Linked DNA regions of Mus musculus: all the other regions are linked to region 1. Evidence: chromatin contacts called from public ChIA-PET data. All regions are on one chromosome and are shown on one strand. Each heading gives the region's core, a stretch centred on a gene start, on an enhancer-like site or on the middle of the called end of the contact. The rest is flanking DNA. Distances are from core to core; before and after follow the strand shown. Region 1 overlaps Lrch3 (leucine-rich repeats and calponin homology (CH) domain containing 3). Region 2 overlaps Muc4 (mucin 4). Region 3 holds the start of Osbpl11 (oxysterol binding protein-like 11).

Evidence for each region. ChIA-PET counts read pairs in DNA pulled down with a chosen protein or histone mark.
Region 2: a contact with region 1 is called in an RNA polymerase II ChIA-PET map of memory CD8 T cells, with 14 read pairs. The contact joins two enhancer-like sites. A contact is called at or near these places in 6 of 39 promoter capture datasets (the 3T3-L1 cell line, cranial neural crest, embryonic stem cells and 2 more), 1 of 115 datasets of contacts at active chromatin or transcription factors (memory CD8 T cells) and 1 of 9 other capture datasets (adipose tissue).
Region 3: an RNA polymerase II ChIA-PET map of memory CD8 T cells shows a contact between it and region 1, with 40 read pairs. The contact joins the promoter of Osbpl11 here to the enhancer-like site in region 1. A contact is called at or near these places in 4 of 115 datasets of contacts at active chromatin or transcription factors (the SCID.adh cell line, embryonic stem cells, memory CD8 T cells and 1 more) and 1 of 9 other capture datasets (pancreatic islet).

The regions. Positions count from the first base shown.
Region 1 is chr16:32,970,076-32,975,020 of GRCm38.p6, reverse strand. Lrch3 (leucine-rich repeats and calponin homology (CH) domain containing 3) reads right to left here. Exons shown (of 21, transcript NM_001081255.1): 7 at 1,048-1,141. Among named protein-coding and RNA genes, the nearest start is that of Lrch3, 58 kb to the right of the region's middle. Within about 2 kb of position 2,325, at least 44 of the 459 cell types and tissues checked have an H3K27ac peak or open chromatin away from gene starts, as enhancers often do. A contact at or near this core is called in the SCID.adh cell line, memory CD8 T cells and microglia, where this site is marked.
Region 2 is chr16:32,737,815-32,742,759 of GRCm38.p6, reverse strand. All of the region lies in intron 1 of Muc4 (mucin 4), which reads right to left. Among named protein-coding and RNA genes, the nearest start is that of Muc4, 4.4 kb to the right of the region's middle. Within about 2 kb of position 2,584, at least 22 of the 459 cell types and tissues checked have an H3K27ac peak or open chromatin away from gene starts, as enhancers often do. A contact at or near this core is called in memory CD8 T cells, where this site is marked.
Region 3 is chr16:33,182,252-33,187,196 of GRCm38.p6, reverse strand. It overlaps Osbpl11 (oxysterol binding protein-like 11), which reads right to left and starts at 2,126. Exons shown (of 13, transcript NM_176840.3): 1 at 1,197-2,126. The coding sequence starts at 1,393.

The DNA.
Region 1 (4,945 bases), core at 1,076-3,575:
ACATACATGCATACATACATATATAGCTAACTACAAATTTCAAGTTTTGATCTAATTTTGTTTTGACTTACTATTTATTTAATTTATTTACTTATTTAGGTTTGACAGGGTCTCACTATGTAGCTCTGGTTGGCCTGGACTTATATAGTCCTGGTTAGCCTTGAACTCACAGAGATCCACCTGCCACTGCCTCCTGACACTGAGATTGAAGGCATTCAAGGCACTGTGCTACTCACCAGGCTTCTGTCTGGAATCTCAATGACACAGTGTTATAAAATGGCTGTTATCAGCACCTCTAGCAAACGTGTAGTCCTTTAATTGGTAGTTAAAATATATCCTAGTAATTTTACAAAGCAATGGATTTCATTGGAAACTCTAATAGAATTAATTAATCAAAACAAGAACCCATGCAATTTGTGGCATGTGAATGAACTCACTGAGCTGTGCCACCTTCTGTGGGGCTCCAGCCAGTGCCTGCTGGAGAGGACTCCACTTTTGAGCTGTCACTTAAAGCTCAGGTTCCCCTTCCTCACCCATCAGTGTCCAGTCCTGCGCACTTTCCCAGCCTCCAGCACACCCATTCTATCACCATCTCCGCCGCAGACCACCCTGGCCCTCACATGGATGTCAGGGCTTCTCATGGGGTTGAGACAGTTGCTATGCAGTGCAAGCTGTTCTGGAACTTACTGCATAGGCCAGGCTATCTTCAAACCATGGTCCTCCTGCCTCAGCCTCCTGAGAGCTAGCTAGGGTTATAGAAATGTGTTACCACAGCCACTAGGCTTCAGCTTTAACCACCTCACTTCCTACTCAGCTTTCCAGAATATCTGTGCATAAGACTGGGTAACAAATCTGAAAGAGGATACATGGCAAAAGGTGCTTTTAAAAGAAACAGTGTAGAATTCCCAGGTGGTAGGACTATGTAGGGTTTTTGCTCTTTGACATTTCTCTATTTTACCTAATAAATTGAATTCCAATTTAGATATTCCCCTTAATTTAATTTATTTTTCAAAATCAGGATTTTTAACACATGAACAGAACACTTACCTCATTCCCTGACCATCTCTTATCACCACTATCCACACTATTGAAGCCTGAATCCAGGGCTCCGTAAGGACGGCCTGAGTACAGTTCTTCATGGCTGTCCAAAATAAGTGTTACATGTTACTATGAGGTTTTATATTTTTCAAAGTAGCATTTGAAATTAACCAGTTATAATTTTATTAACCAACACGCTCATGACACTTGGCCACATAAATATTTGAGCTAAGTGAGCATTCTCTGAACTTTTAAAGAAGAAAATCCCAAATAGGAACAAAGTAAACAGAATAGTACGAGGCCCCAAACTCAGTATCCAGTTTGAAAAGTACCACTGCTCAACTTTGTTTTCACTGCACTCAGTTTTAATGCCATCTTACCAAGCAGTGGATTTCTCCTAACAGCCTCTCATACTTGGTGCCAGCACACTTTGTCGCCATGGGTTCATCTCCCTCCCTCCCTCCCTTCTAGCTGTTTTCTTTCTCCCTTTCTGCTTTTCAGCACAGGTCTTCCACTGCCCTCTCTTTCCATTTCCTTAAGATCTCTTCCTCCACTCTCATGATCCTCTTTCACACACAATGATGCTAGCTTTCACACACATGCAAATGCAGGTCGGTCCTCACACAAACATCATCCTTATCTGGCTTTGGCAGTAGTGAAATCCTGACTTCCCCGGGTAAGTTTGGCAGTGTTCTTTCTCTGCCAATGGACAGCACTGGTGCTAGCTACTCTTTAAATTTTGTGCTGTTTTGAGATAGGGTTCACTATCTCACCTTGGATGTCCTGGAACTCATAATGTAGACAAAGATGAGCCAGAACTCACAAAGATCCATGTGCTGCTGCCCCTGAGTACTGGATTAAATTTGTGTGCCAACACACCTGGCTTGTTTTTATCTTTAATAATATTCTTCCAAATAAAATTTACATATATTTAAATATTAGGAGTATAATCTTAACAAAATACTGTATCTTTGTAATTCTATCACAACAGAAGACATTTCTATTTGCCAGAACTGTTCTCATACACTTCTATGTAGTTAATTCTGGTCACCTTGTTATTGTTGTTAGGGTAAACGACTGCTCTGAGGTGTTTAGGTCTTAAATGGGTACGGAAACTTGAGTAACAGTTACTAAGGAACATATAACCATCAAAGAATCTCAGATCTTTTACTAAGCATCAGCAGTGCAAGATGCCACATCCTGACTCATGGAAGACCCTGAGACAGGCCAAACCGACTGTCAGAAGCAGTCAGCTGTCTGCTGGGTCTTGTGGTAGAAAAGAGAACTGGCTTAGCTGGGGGCAGGGAGTGCGGGGAAATGGAATTGTCGTGCATGCTGGCTGTGCCAGTGGCTAATGAGTAGCTAGTTCCCCAAACTCACAGAACTACCCACTCCACCTGGTAGAGGTTACTGTTTGTCTGAAAGCTCTGCTCCTGCACTTCTGTAAACAGTGCCTGAGCACCCTGGCTGCTCTACAGCCTCACTTTTGCTATGTCACTTTTCTTCAACTGTGGCTCTGTATGGATATCTAGTCTTAATTTGCATTCCTGTGATCAATAACAATATTGAGTACTTTGTTGTGTATGTACTGACCATATAAATCTCTTTCTGAAGAGTCCTTTCAAGCTCATTTCTCATTGGGTTTTTTTATTACTAAGTTGCAGGTATTAGTTGTACATCTGGATGCAGGTTGCTTTACAAATAGTTTCCCAGGCCATGGCTGCTAACATTTTCTTCTGATGGATAGCTTCTCCCAGGTTTGATGAAGTCTAACTTATTCTTTCTTTTATAGCTGCCATTGTCTCTGTGATCCGCAGTGTGTGTGTGTGTTCCTCAATCACTCCCCACTTTATTTTCCAGCACTGTCTTGCATTGCACCTGGAGCTCAGAGTTGGCTAGACTGGCTGGCCAGTAAGTTCTAGGAATCTGCCCGTCTCTGCCTCCCCAGTGCAAGGATTACAGATGTGAATCGCCATGCCCAGGCTTTTAGGTGGGTGCTGGGGATCTAAACTCAAGTCCTTAAGCTTTCAATTGAGCGGTCTCCCAGCCCCAGAGGTACACTTTCAGGAGTTTTATACCTTTACTTATTGTTTCTTTTTAAACATACTTTTAAAGTTGAGCTTAATTAGAAATCTAAAAAAATAGCAAATCAAATTAAAAAAATTAGTGCATCAGTATTTTACCTAATAAAATCTTCCTAGGTAGAAAAGCAACTTTAAATTGTAAATTTAAAATAAATGGTGTTTTTTTTTTTTTTTTTTGTGGTAGTTGTTTTTTTAAAACAGGGTTTTATTCTGTCCAAATTGGCCTCGAATTTTTGATCCTCCTGTTTCCATCTCTCAAGTGCTAAGGTTACAGGCATGTCCAGCTAACATCTTCTGTATAACTATCTTCTGATAGTGACTTTGATACTCCATATTACTTTGGTTCATGAACATAATTTTTATGAGTTATAAAGTCATGTCACAGTGTAACAGAACATAAAAGGACAACTGGACACTATCACTTAACCTCTGTAAAACAGTCGGGACCTTTCTGTTCACTTGTTAAACATAACAGACCTGCATGTGAAGGCAAGGCAGCTTTCAAGGCTTGCCACTTTCTATACTGATACAGGGGAGTTCAGGTGGGCAGTACTCAGTTCCCTATTAGACAGCTGTCCCTGCACTATGTCTAATAAACCTTTTTTCTTTTCTTCCTTTTTTTGAGACAGAGTTTCTCTGTGTAGTACTGGCTGTCCTGGGACTCTCTCTGTAGACCAGGCTAGCCTAGAACTCAGATCTGCCTGCCTCTGCCTTCTGAGCACTGGGATTAATGTTGTGTGATAATACCACCAGCTTAAATTTATTTCCTTAACGACAAATGAAAGGTACTACTTTATAGACAATAATATAAAGATCTATCTGTCCAAAGTGTGAAAAGATATACATGAAAAACAGATTTATCTTTTGGCATTTTTTTTCCTACCTGCCCCCACAGAGATCATTTAACTTAAAAGCAGAAACAAAACAAAAAGTAAAAAAACTTCTCAGCATAATTATAAATTTACTTTTCTAAAGAAAAATTTCTCTAACTTTATATTTAATAATTCACATTACACTAAAGTTGGTAAAGTAGTATAATGAATAAGATTTTTTTGGATAATATTCCTAAGATTTGTCTGAAAGCCCAGACCTTAAGGTATCCTGTGCGTTTCAACACAGCAAACTCAGGCCAAGGTGACCAAGTGTAAGAGCTACCTAGTGAAGTACATAAGCCATACTAGAAAGATTCTTTTGGGAAGCAGGTTACATAGCTTAATGGTAGAGAATGTGCCTGGCAGATGCATTACTGTAGTTTGTTTTTTTATCTAGTATATCCTCCTACATCCCCGTTCAGGGCAGGAACTGAAGTGGAGACAGACCATGGAGGAGTGAACGCTCCGTGCTGGCTTGCCCCCATCCTTTGCTCAGTTTGCTTTGCACACGGCTGAGGACCGCCTGCTCAGAAGTGTACTATCCATTTGTCTGGAGACTCTTACATCAGTCAGTAATCAAGAAAATTCCCCACAGACTTGCCTACAGGCAAATTCTATTATGGCGGCATTATTTTCTCATTACAGTTCCCTGTTCCCAAATGACTTTATAGTTTGTGTCAAGTATGACAAAAACTAAGCAGCACACACTCATTGGTTTAATCCCCAGTACCACAAGTAAGTAAATAATCTCTTTCTACAGCTGCCGGAAAAAATATGTATGTTCCATATTTACCAAATGCTTCTTTGTAACACACACAAATACATCCTGGAAGTTAGGTAGACGCCTGCCATCATTGTTTTTACCCATAAACGGCAGCCTCCTTAACTGTCTCTAAAGGTCTCCAAATGCACAGGGAGCCTCTACAGCACGGTGCCGCCGCGGTGTAGAGC
Region 2 (4,945 bases), core at 1,335-3,834, 230 kb after region 1:
TTCCTCAATGCTCTTTCTTGGCTGGCGATCTCTTTGCAGGGTTGCCTGGGAGAGAGTAGAGTCCAAGCAGAGAACCCAACGGTAGCATTTTTTTAGCAGTAAATGAGTTGGAAAGTGTATAGAAGTTGAGGGAGGGAGGGCCAGCCTTCCACCCTCTGTGTGCATATCAGCCTTGAATAGACTGACGGGTATTGCATGCACCACGGTGTGTCTTTCTTTTATCTGTCCTAGAATTCAAGACAAGGAAGGAGACTAAATCGAAATACTCGAGAGAGTCTGGCAGATCACCTGGAGCAGACTAGAATGACATCATCGACATCTTTTGCACGCACTCCCCAGGCCCTAGCCTTTTAGTTCTGTCAGTGAGGTTGGAGGGAGAATGAGGTGGCACCCATAGCTCCTGCGATTGTCACAATAACCTTAGTACTAGGAAGAGGCCCACAAGATAGTTATGAGGCCTGAGAAGTGTGCCCTTCCCTTAGCATATTTGCTATTAGTAGCTGAAGAACCCAAGAGCAATCTTAGGCTGGGTGGCTATGCCCACCTTAGATGGGAGCTAAGCTAGGCAAACTGTAAAACCAAGAAGGCGGAGACTGGAGGTCAAACTTCTGAGAGTAGGCACTGGATTGGCACGTGGAGGTTGTGGTTGTCGGGGGGTCTTGGTGCTTCAAATACTGTCCTGGAGTGTCCCACATACTGGGAGAAGTGAGCTAAGAGGGCCTCACCCAAGGCAACGACACCCCAGGTGAAAAAGCCACTGGCTGGCTGGCCTTGTTTGATGGCTCTAGCAGATGTAGCTGGAAAGAAGGGTGGATTCTCTTGTTTTAGAGTCTGCTGTGAGGTGTGGATTTTGGAAGGTCTTCCTTGATGATGCAGATCTACAGTGTTAATGTCGGTACAGAGAATATGGCTCCACCCACTAATGAGGGGAAACAAAAGCGCTCTAGGAGGCGGGGACAATGAATCTGACCTTTGATTTGGCCAGTTCCCTTGCCCTCCACTCGGGGACTCTATGACTTGGGATGGAGGGAAGGGAGAAACAGGGTGGCTTTGCCTGCTGTGACTCCTGCCAGGCACAGTGCTTTTGGCTGGTCCTAATAAGGTTCTTTCTGAGCAAGATGTGGACAGGAAATGGCAGAAACCAATGAGTCCATGACGTGACTATGAGCTGACACCTAGAGTTATGCTGACGAACATTTGCCGTGTGACTCTGGCAAATTATCTGATTCCCCCGAGGCTTGGGGTACTTACCTATGAAACTGGGACAGTGACAGAGATTGTAACACCAGAGAGGCAAAGTACGTGAAGTCGTTAGTCTCTGTCCAAGCTCACCAAGCGACATTTGGTGCCGCCTCATTTCTGTGTCTCTGCAGGCTTGCTAGAATGTCAGTTGCTGGGTCTTTCATTCTTTCTGGGTCTCTATGCCACCACCATGCCAGCATCTTCTGCCTGGAGCCTCCCTGACTCCTGGCTGTCCTCTTATCCCACTGCTACACGGCTCTGTCCATTTTCAATCGCAGTATCCAGGACAAAAGGTCTTTCTAAAGCCTGCGTGTGTCGCCTCACTGCCTGCCCGCATTAGTTACTCAGAATCCAGAATCCATCCCACAGCTCTCGGACCTGCAGGATACAGCTCCTGCCACCTCTCTAAGCCCCCAATGGGCCTGTCTCTGAGAATGCCCCACATGCTCTTGCCTTGTCGACTCGTGCCTGGCACGCGCTCCCTGTGTTTCCTCTTCAACCATCAGGGCTCAGCTCATACACACAGCAGTTACTCAGACAGCCCATCCCAGGTCCAGTCTAAACCAAGCCCTCTCAACACCTCCTTTATCCTCATCCCTCCCTGGGGAACATTTCTGTAATTATTTAATACCAGTTTGCAGTTGGCAAGCTCTTAGCTCCAGGGACTGTTTTATTCTTCACTGTGCACATAAGGGGCACCTGAGAACAATGTCAGGCACTTAGAGTCCAACCTTAGGTCACCCTTTAAAGTAACAAATAAGTGAATGATGGTTCTCTCTTGTCAGCATTTCTGTGGCTAAGGAAACCTGTTTCTTGTCCCAGCTGCCTTACTTTCTGGGCAGTGTGACTTGAAACAGATCACCTAAGTTAGAGAGCTTTGGGAGGCAAGGACTATGACTTCTCCATCTTAGTGTGTGAAGTCACTGGCCTGAGCAGGCTTTCAGGAAGTGAGCAGCTTCAAAGCCTGAATTGCCTTCATCTCCTGAATTCACCACAAGGCACTGTTTGAAGTCCAAAGTACAGAGTCAATGCCTGTGAGTTCTGAAACATACACACACGGAGAGGACAGAGATGCCTACCACACGGGCCAGGGTCCGTTGTGAGAACAGCCACCATTGCTGACATTTGTGTGGCACAACTGCCCTGTTTCTCAACATGTGAGGTGCCGACAAATCACACTCGTTTGGAGCAGCAACTGAGTAGACGCTAGAGAAAGGATGAGCTGAGCCGAACAGAAAGACCCATCTTGAGGGCAAAGGTTGAAACTAGGAGGAGCCTGGGCCTACAGAGTGTTAGTCCCAGTCTAGAGCGAAGAGGCCCCTGAGACTACTTTGCATGTCTTTGTGAGGTATTCAACCCACCAAGAAACCAGAAAACAAAGTAGCAAACACAGTAGCAAAGACCACTCCTTTGAGCATGGAAAAGGTCAACTACTTCTCAGCCTCTCCTGGCAACAAAGACACAAGCCACTTATTTGTTAAACAGTGGCTTGACCATCCTCCCTCAGAGGTCAGGGCATGGAGGAGACTGCCCAAAAGAAAGGACCTGCAGAAACAGCAGTCAGAGTTTGGTCCTGCGGGCAGAGGTAGGGGGCCTTTGAGTCTGTCCAGGCAATAAGGCACATTTGAAGCAAAGCAAGGCAGTACATGCAAGCGCACAGGACGGGTAGTTCCTGAGGTGTAGGGACCTGCCACTTGAGCCAACAGAGGTGTCCACTTTACTTCCTGGCTCCATTGTACTCCCTGCCTGCTAACTCCACCCCACCCCCATCAGAAGGAACCCTTTCAAAGATGTTTGCAGGCCCTTCTTGATGCTATCTCAATTTATCCTCGTGACGATGCTACACTACAGTCCCTTCCTTTAGACTCGTTTGCCATCTAGCACGCTGAGACTGTCCGGCCACAGACCTTTGCCTCTGCTGCCTGGCTGCCGAGCTCTTCTACAGTCACATCTATTGTTGAGTCCCTCGCCTGCATCTCTTTGCTTTCCTCGACAGACTATCCTGTACAAAGATCCTCTTCTTCTGAATGTCCTTGGGCAGGGGTGGGGGACCTCAGGGCAGGAGGGGACAGATGTGCCTGTGGAGTTTCAGCCTTGGCTGCAGGCTGGGGGGGGGGGGGCACTTTCTTAACCCAACGAAAAGATTGGATGCTCTCTAAAAGAAGGCCAAGGATGCCCTTTTCCCTGTGTATCCTGTGGCCAAGGGTCTCGTCTCCATCCTGCATTAGCAATGACCTCCTATCTTCCCAGTGGCCACTCAAAGCAGCGTTGTCACCTCTGTGACTAGGTCACTGACGGTCCTAATGGGAAGCATAGCTGCCGGGCTTCCTCGTGAGTCATTCCTGACAGAAGTCACAGAGTTACGCTCCCTGTCTGGTCCACCTTTGTCCTCACCTTTCCAGAACTTTCACTCTGGAGCCCAGGCTCTACCAGGAAGGACCTCTTCTGTAGAAGCACTGAGCTTTCTATCTGACCCGGAGCCAACGACTTCAATACCTTCTTCAGAGGTGGCGAAAGGTCTAGCCTGGAGGGACTCCAGCTAGCCTGAACACAGGCAAACAGGACCCTGGCGGGCCTAGCCCGTCTCCTTCATTCCTTCTACCTTTAGATTATATTCCTAAAGCTAGCCCTCAAGGTCCATTCATTCCCTTATTTGAACACTTCCTTCTCCTGAGGCTGACTATACCAAGGTCCAGCTATCAAAGTATTGAATCTGGCAATCAAAACACACTCTTGGTTCACCAAATTAAAATATCCAATCAAAATTAAACACCTCATCCTAGCACAGGGTTTCCCCTTTTACCTTTATAAATCGTCATTTGCCTATGGGCCACGTCTGTCTCCTCTCTATCTAGAGACACTCTTTTGCCTGCCCCCACCACAGAACAAATATCCCTTCCCCCTCTCCACCCTTCCCTTTCCCTTCTTCTTCCGTCTGATATCTCCAGGGCTTTGTCTCTTATTCCCTGACCTCTGTCCCTCTGTGGCAAATAAATCTCCTTTGCGCTGAGAACTTGGTCTTGGGATGTCTTGTGCCAACAAGTGTGAACGGACAGCTTAGACCCAGACATGTGTGGGGCCTTCGTAGACCCCTCCAGGAGCTGGAAGGACCTCTCAGAAGCTGCCTTAGGCAGCCTAATGACTGGATTTTCCCATGAAGCCCTTCATCATGTCCCACCTCTGACTCTAAGTTTCACTGCCTCTCCCTCCGACCCTCCTGGCTCTGCTCCTGTCACCACAGGACCCAGTTCCAGGACATGTCACACTTCTATGGGTCATCTCTCTGAATCATCCCCCTTTCCTTCTCTGGCCACGCCCTCTGTTTTCTCCACCGCCCGCACCCTGGAGCCTCTCTATAGAACACAGAATTTAGTGATCCAACCGCTTTGGGGCAAATTGGTACCAATACTTTCAGAGTTGGCTTTTGGGGAGATTTTAAATACCTTTTATTTGTTTTTTGACAATTTAATATACCTAAACCATGACTCTGTCTATATCCATACCCATAGATTAATTACATAGCCCAGGCTATCCTCAAACTCACAGTGATGTTCTTGCTTCCTGAATACTAGATAACAGACTTGAAACATCAGGTCTGGGTTGTTCGTTTTTAAATGCTTATTTTTATGTGTATGGGTATTTTGCCTATTTGTCTGGCTGTGTACTACATGAGTGTACAGTGAAGGTGTTGGATCCCCTAGGG
Region 3 (4,945 bases), core at 877-3,376, 210 kb before region 1:
GATTCTCCTGCCTGTCTCCCATGCTCCAGGATTAAGAGAGAGCACCACCACGCCCAGCCCACATCTGCATATTGTAACACACGCGCAGTTCATACATATGGATAGTACTCATGATAAATATGTAGCTTTCACAACATCTTGGTTCCTACCCCTTCCAAGTCTTACAAGTGTAGTCAAAGAGTTTAACACAATCAAAAACCAAACCAAACAAACAAAACCAACTAGAATTAAACATACAAGCAGTTACCCAAAATTTCAGTATTCATCAGTGTAGATCCAACATTATAGGATGCCCTAATTCCATTCATTCTTAGAATTATGGGTAGTAATCTCTCCCTATACTATATATATATATATGTATATATATATATATATATACACACACACATACATACATATACATATATTTTTTTGTTTTACAAACCCTTTATACATATATTTTTTAAAGCACCAAAATGAAGCTTTTGATATTTCTCCAAGTTTTTCATTTACATTAATAAAAACTAACAAATGGCCGGGCGTGGTGGCACACGCCTTTGATCCCAGCACTCGGGAGGCAGAGGCAGGCGGATTTCTGAGTTCGAGGCCAGCCTGGTCTACAAAGTGAGCTCCAGGACAGCCAGGGCTACACAGAGAAACCCTGTCTCGAAAAAACCAAAAAAAAAAAAAAAAAAAACTAACAAATGTAGAATTTCAAGAGTTTTCAAGTAGCCTGATTACACTCTACTGCTTATCAGCCTCTGTATTTAAGTCCCTCCCCTTCTCTAAGTCACAAGCAACCAAAGGATAAGATCTTCTCTGACTCTTGTTACTCGAATCATTCCACAAGTTTTGAAGACCAGCATTTGCCTCTCAAAGCGCTGAGTTCCACAGTTTCTGCTCTAAGAGACGTTCAGGCTTGCTTGTAAACAGATTACAACAGAGGCAAAAACCAGAAGTGAGTGTAGAGATAAATCAGAGGAAGAATAAGCCCTTGGATAATCGAGAAAACTCTGGGGTACATTTCTGAATTCCTCAAAGGGCCTCAAAAAATTACCTGTTGAATGAATTTCTGAAGAAAGTCAATCCTGCTCACGAAAGCAGGGTTCTATCTCCAAGTCAGATCATCAGCCGCTTTGGAATTGGCCTTCCAACTGGGATATGCAGACCCCATCACACTCCGAGCCACCCCAGAACATCACTTTGGAGGGCCATACCTGTACTGCCAGCCTTTCGCACTGCCACCGCGGCTGCTGTTGCTGCTGCTACTGCTGATGGCACCCCCACAGCTGCTGTTGCCGCTGTTCTTGTTCGGGGTCACTGCTGTGGCCAAGCCCTCCAGCTTCCCTTCACTCTCGGAGACTTTCATCACCGATGCCGGCTCACCTCCCTGCATCTTAACTCCAAAGTTCATCTGCCCTTCTCGGGCGAGGGACACCAAGTGCAGAGTTATTTTGTAAGTACTTTTCCCCCTTTCTCTCTCTCGTTTTTTTACTCTCAACGGGATCTCAGACCTCGGCTAGAGTGGAAATCGACAGTGGTCCAGAAAAAGAGGACACGCATTTCCACTTTGGTTAAAAGTTTTAAAGAGCACGGGTACCCTTCAGATAGATGCCTCTCCCGAGCAAGAACAAGGAGGACAAATCACCCCGCCAGAGGGCTCGGTGCCACACTCCGAGGAGCAGCCGGGCGGCGCGGGCGAGGTCGCGGATCCTCTGCCTGGGAACGCGGGGCAAGGACGGGGTCCACGGCCCGGGAGCCCCGGAGCCCACGGCCTGACCTCAGGACTCGGGGGTCGGGCCAGCCGCGCCGCTTCTTCTCCTCAGCCGGGTCCTCGGGAGAAAGGGCCCTGTCCAGCCAGCTCCGCGGTTCCCACCGCAGCCCCGAACTGAGCCGGAGCGGTCGCGCGAAGCCCGCGGAGGGTCGGGCAGACGCCGCCGGGCAGGACGCGGGCTCCGAGGCCGCTGAGCTTGGGCCGGAGGCGAGGGGTTCACCGTGGCCTCCTCCGAGAGCGCTAGCCCTGGAGCCCCACGGAGTTCACAGGAGCCGACCGCTCCCTGGAGCTTCCTTAGCCCTAAACGTAAAAGCCAGAGCCAGGGCCCGGGCCGCCGCCCCACCCACAGCCGGTCACCCACCCGCCTGCTAGCTCTCCCCGCCTTCCTTTCCGGTGTCGTGTGAGCTCATTTCCGCTAGCATTGAAGCGGCGGCGCCATCTTTGATTGGGGCAGACGATCCCGAAAGGAGGCGGTGACCGGAGCCTCAAGGGAGAGAAGGAGCTGAAAGAAGCAGTGGGGAAAGAGGCAGCAGGCGGGAGGGAGGGAGAAAAAGGGAATGAAACGGTCTTGCTAAACAGGTCCTATACTCTCTTGGGGAGCCCCATTCCTTGCCTTTTAAGGGAACCTAAAAAAATAAGAATTTACAGAACAAAGTGGGGAAAAATAACTGATCAGTCATTTTTGAGCAACAAAAAACCCAACATGATATTGGACTAAGGTAAATCGTCTTAAAGAAAAGGAAATTGTCTTGGAAATTAGAGCTCTTGGTGATGCTGGAGAAACTTGAAGTAGATTGATATAAAAAGGATTTACTAATAAGCTTACTTAAAAAGGACCAATAACACTGGAAGAAAAGTAGTTTATTGCCACGTTTGTTACAAACTGTAAGAAAGAAAACTTTTACCATAATTGAAGTTTGGGGTCTCTGAAGAAGTTTCTCTTACTGTTTATCCCCTCAGCTTGACCTCCAGTTAGGCTCCACTCCCACAGCAAAAGGAGACAACCTGCCATTATACCCATCAAAGAGCATTCCTAAAACAAGACACAGGGGCAATGCAGGACCACAACCATCTGCAAGGCCCAGCCTGCCATTAACTCTTTGTCTAGGCACAGGGAAAGTTTACCTCTACCAGGTGGGCATGATTAACCTGGGTAACAACTACTTGAAAGAACCACACTGGTGTACTTAAGAAATAATCCTTAGCCGGGTGTGGTGACACACGTCTTTAATCCCAGCACTTGGGAGGCAGAGGCAGGCGGATTTCTGAGTTCGAGGCCAGCCTGGTCTACAGAGTGAGTTCCAGGACAGCCAGGGCTACACAGAGAAACCCTGTCTCGGAAAAAAAAAAAAGAAATAATCCTTGTCTTAGGGTTCTCTGGAGTCATAGAACATATGGAGTGTCTCTATATAGTAAGGGAATTTATTGTAATGACTTACAGTCTGTAGTCCAACTAACCCAACAATGGGCAGCTGTGAGTGGGAAGTCAGGCCTGTGAGGCTAGTATAAGCTGGTCTTCTGTGGAAATAGATTCCAACAGACTTGCTAGCAAGTAAGTACAATCAGTTGAAGAAGAGTGAACCTTCTTTCTTCAAGGTCCTGATGTAGGCCTCCAGTAGAAGATGTGGCTTAGATTAAAGGCGTGTGCCACCATACCTGAACCTAAAACTTGCTTTGTCCCAGGCTGACTTTGAACTCAAAGATTTGCTTACCTCAGTCTCCTAGAATTAAAGGTGTGTGTACCTTGCCTGGGCCTAAGATTTTCATGGCCACTATGGCTCAAGATCTCCATGTCAAGATCCAGGTCAAAAACCTGTCTTCCAGCCTCAAGATCTGGATCACAGGTGTGCCCTCCATTTCTGAATTGTAGTTCATTCCAGAGGTAGTCAAGTTGACAACCAGGAGTAGCCATGACAATCCTGATGATAACTTTGCTGTGCAACTGTCCCATTTGCCCAGAGTTGCAGTCTCCTATTTCCTCTTAAATTGTTCAAAGTGTGACCTGAAAAGGATTTAAGGATGATGGCCTCTGTGGAATGCAGAGGCCTATGGTATATCTCAGTTAGCAGAGGAGTCTTCTATTCAAGGCTATCTCCTCTTTAGCAGGAGGCAGAGTTGGATTATTACTAAAGAACATTGCTCTTGGTCTCATATAGTGTCAAGTGAACCACATGGAGTTCTCTGTCTACCTAGTCCTGGGTCTGGTGGTTATGGTGAGTGAATGCTATCACTGGGTTCTGGTTATCAGCCTTGGGTGTAGGGGAATTCTTGTCTAAAAGGCATGTTTTACTATGTTCATCTGGACAACATGGAAGTAACCCCTACAACTGAGAATATAAATAAATACATACATACATACATACATACATAAATGGATTTGGGGAATGAAACAGATAATCGGTGAAATGTGGTGGAGAACCTGACTTAGAGAAGGAAAACGTGTATAAAGGGATGTCTCACAAGATAACTTTTAAAATGAGAGGATGAGAGACAAGGATGCTAAGGGAAGAACTGTGTTAGGAGAGAGAGCTCCCACATGATGGAGTCCTGAAGGAAAACCTTCAAATCCCAGAACCAAGGAGGTTTCCAAGTTCTCTAAGCAGGTGGCAGGGTTTTCCACACCATGTGACAGCCAGCCTAGCCTACTTGACTCCTGGCACAGAAGTAGGCACCAGGTAGGACCATAAACTTTTTTTTTTCAGTTTCCAGGGAGAAAAACATGATTTGTTTTCCAGCCGTAGCTGAAACCTGTCAATTTTTTGTCTCAAGGACAGACTTTAGGGGAGCATGGCCCGACTTTCCCAAGGCTACCTACCATATCTGGCCTCTTAGACTGACCGGGTCTTCAAGCAGCAGGTCTAACCAGTAGAATGTCATGGAGATTTTTAACTGGGAGGGGCCTGTGAGCTGATTAAGAGTTTTAAGTGGGCTGGAGAGATTGACCCAGAGGGTAAGAGCACTGACTGTTCTTCTGAAGGTCCTGAGTTCAAATCCCAGCAACCACATGGTGGCTCACAACCATCTGTAATAAGATCTGATGCCCTCTTCTGGTGTGTCTAAAGGCAGCTACAGTGTACCTACCCTTAGCGCCACAAAAACGAGGCATAGTGGCACCCCTGTAAAGCCAGCACTTGGGAGGTGGAGACAAGAGAACCGAAAGTTCAAGGTTACCCTCAGTCACATAATGAGTCT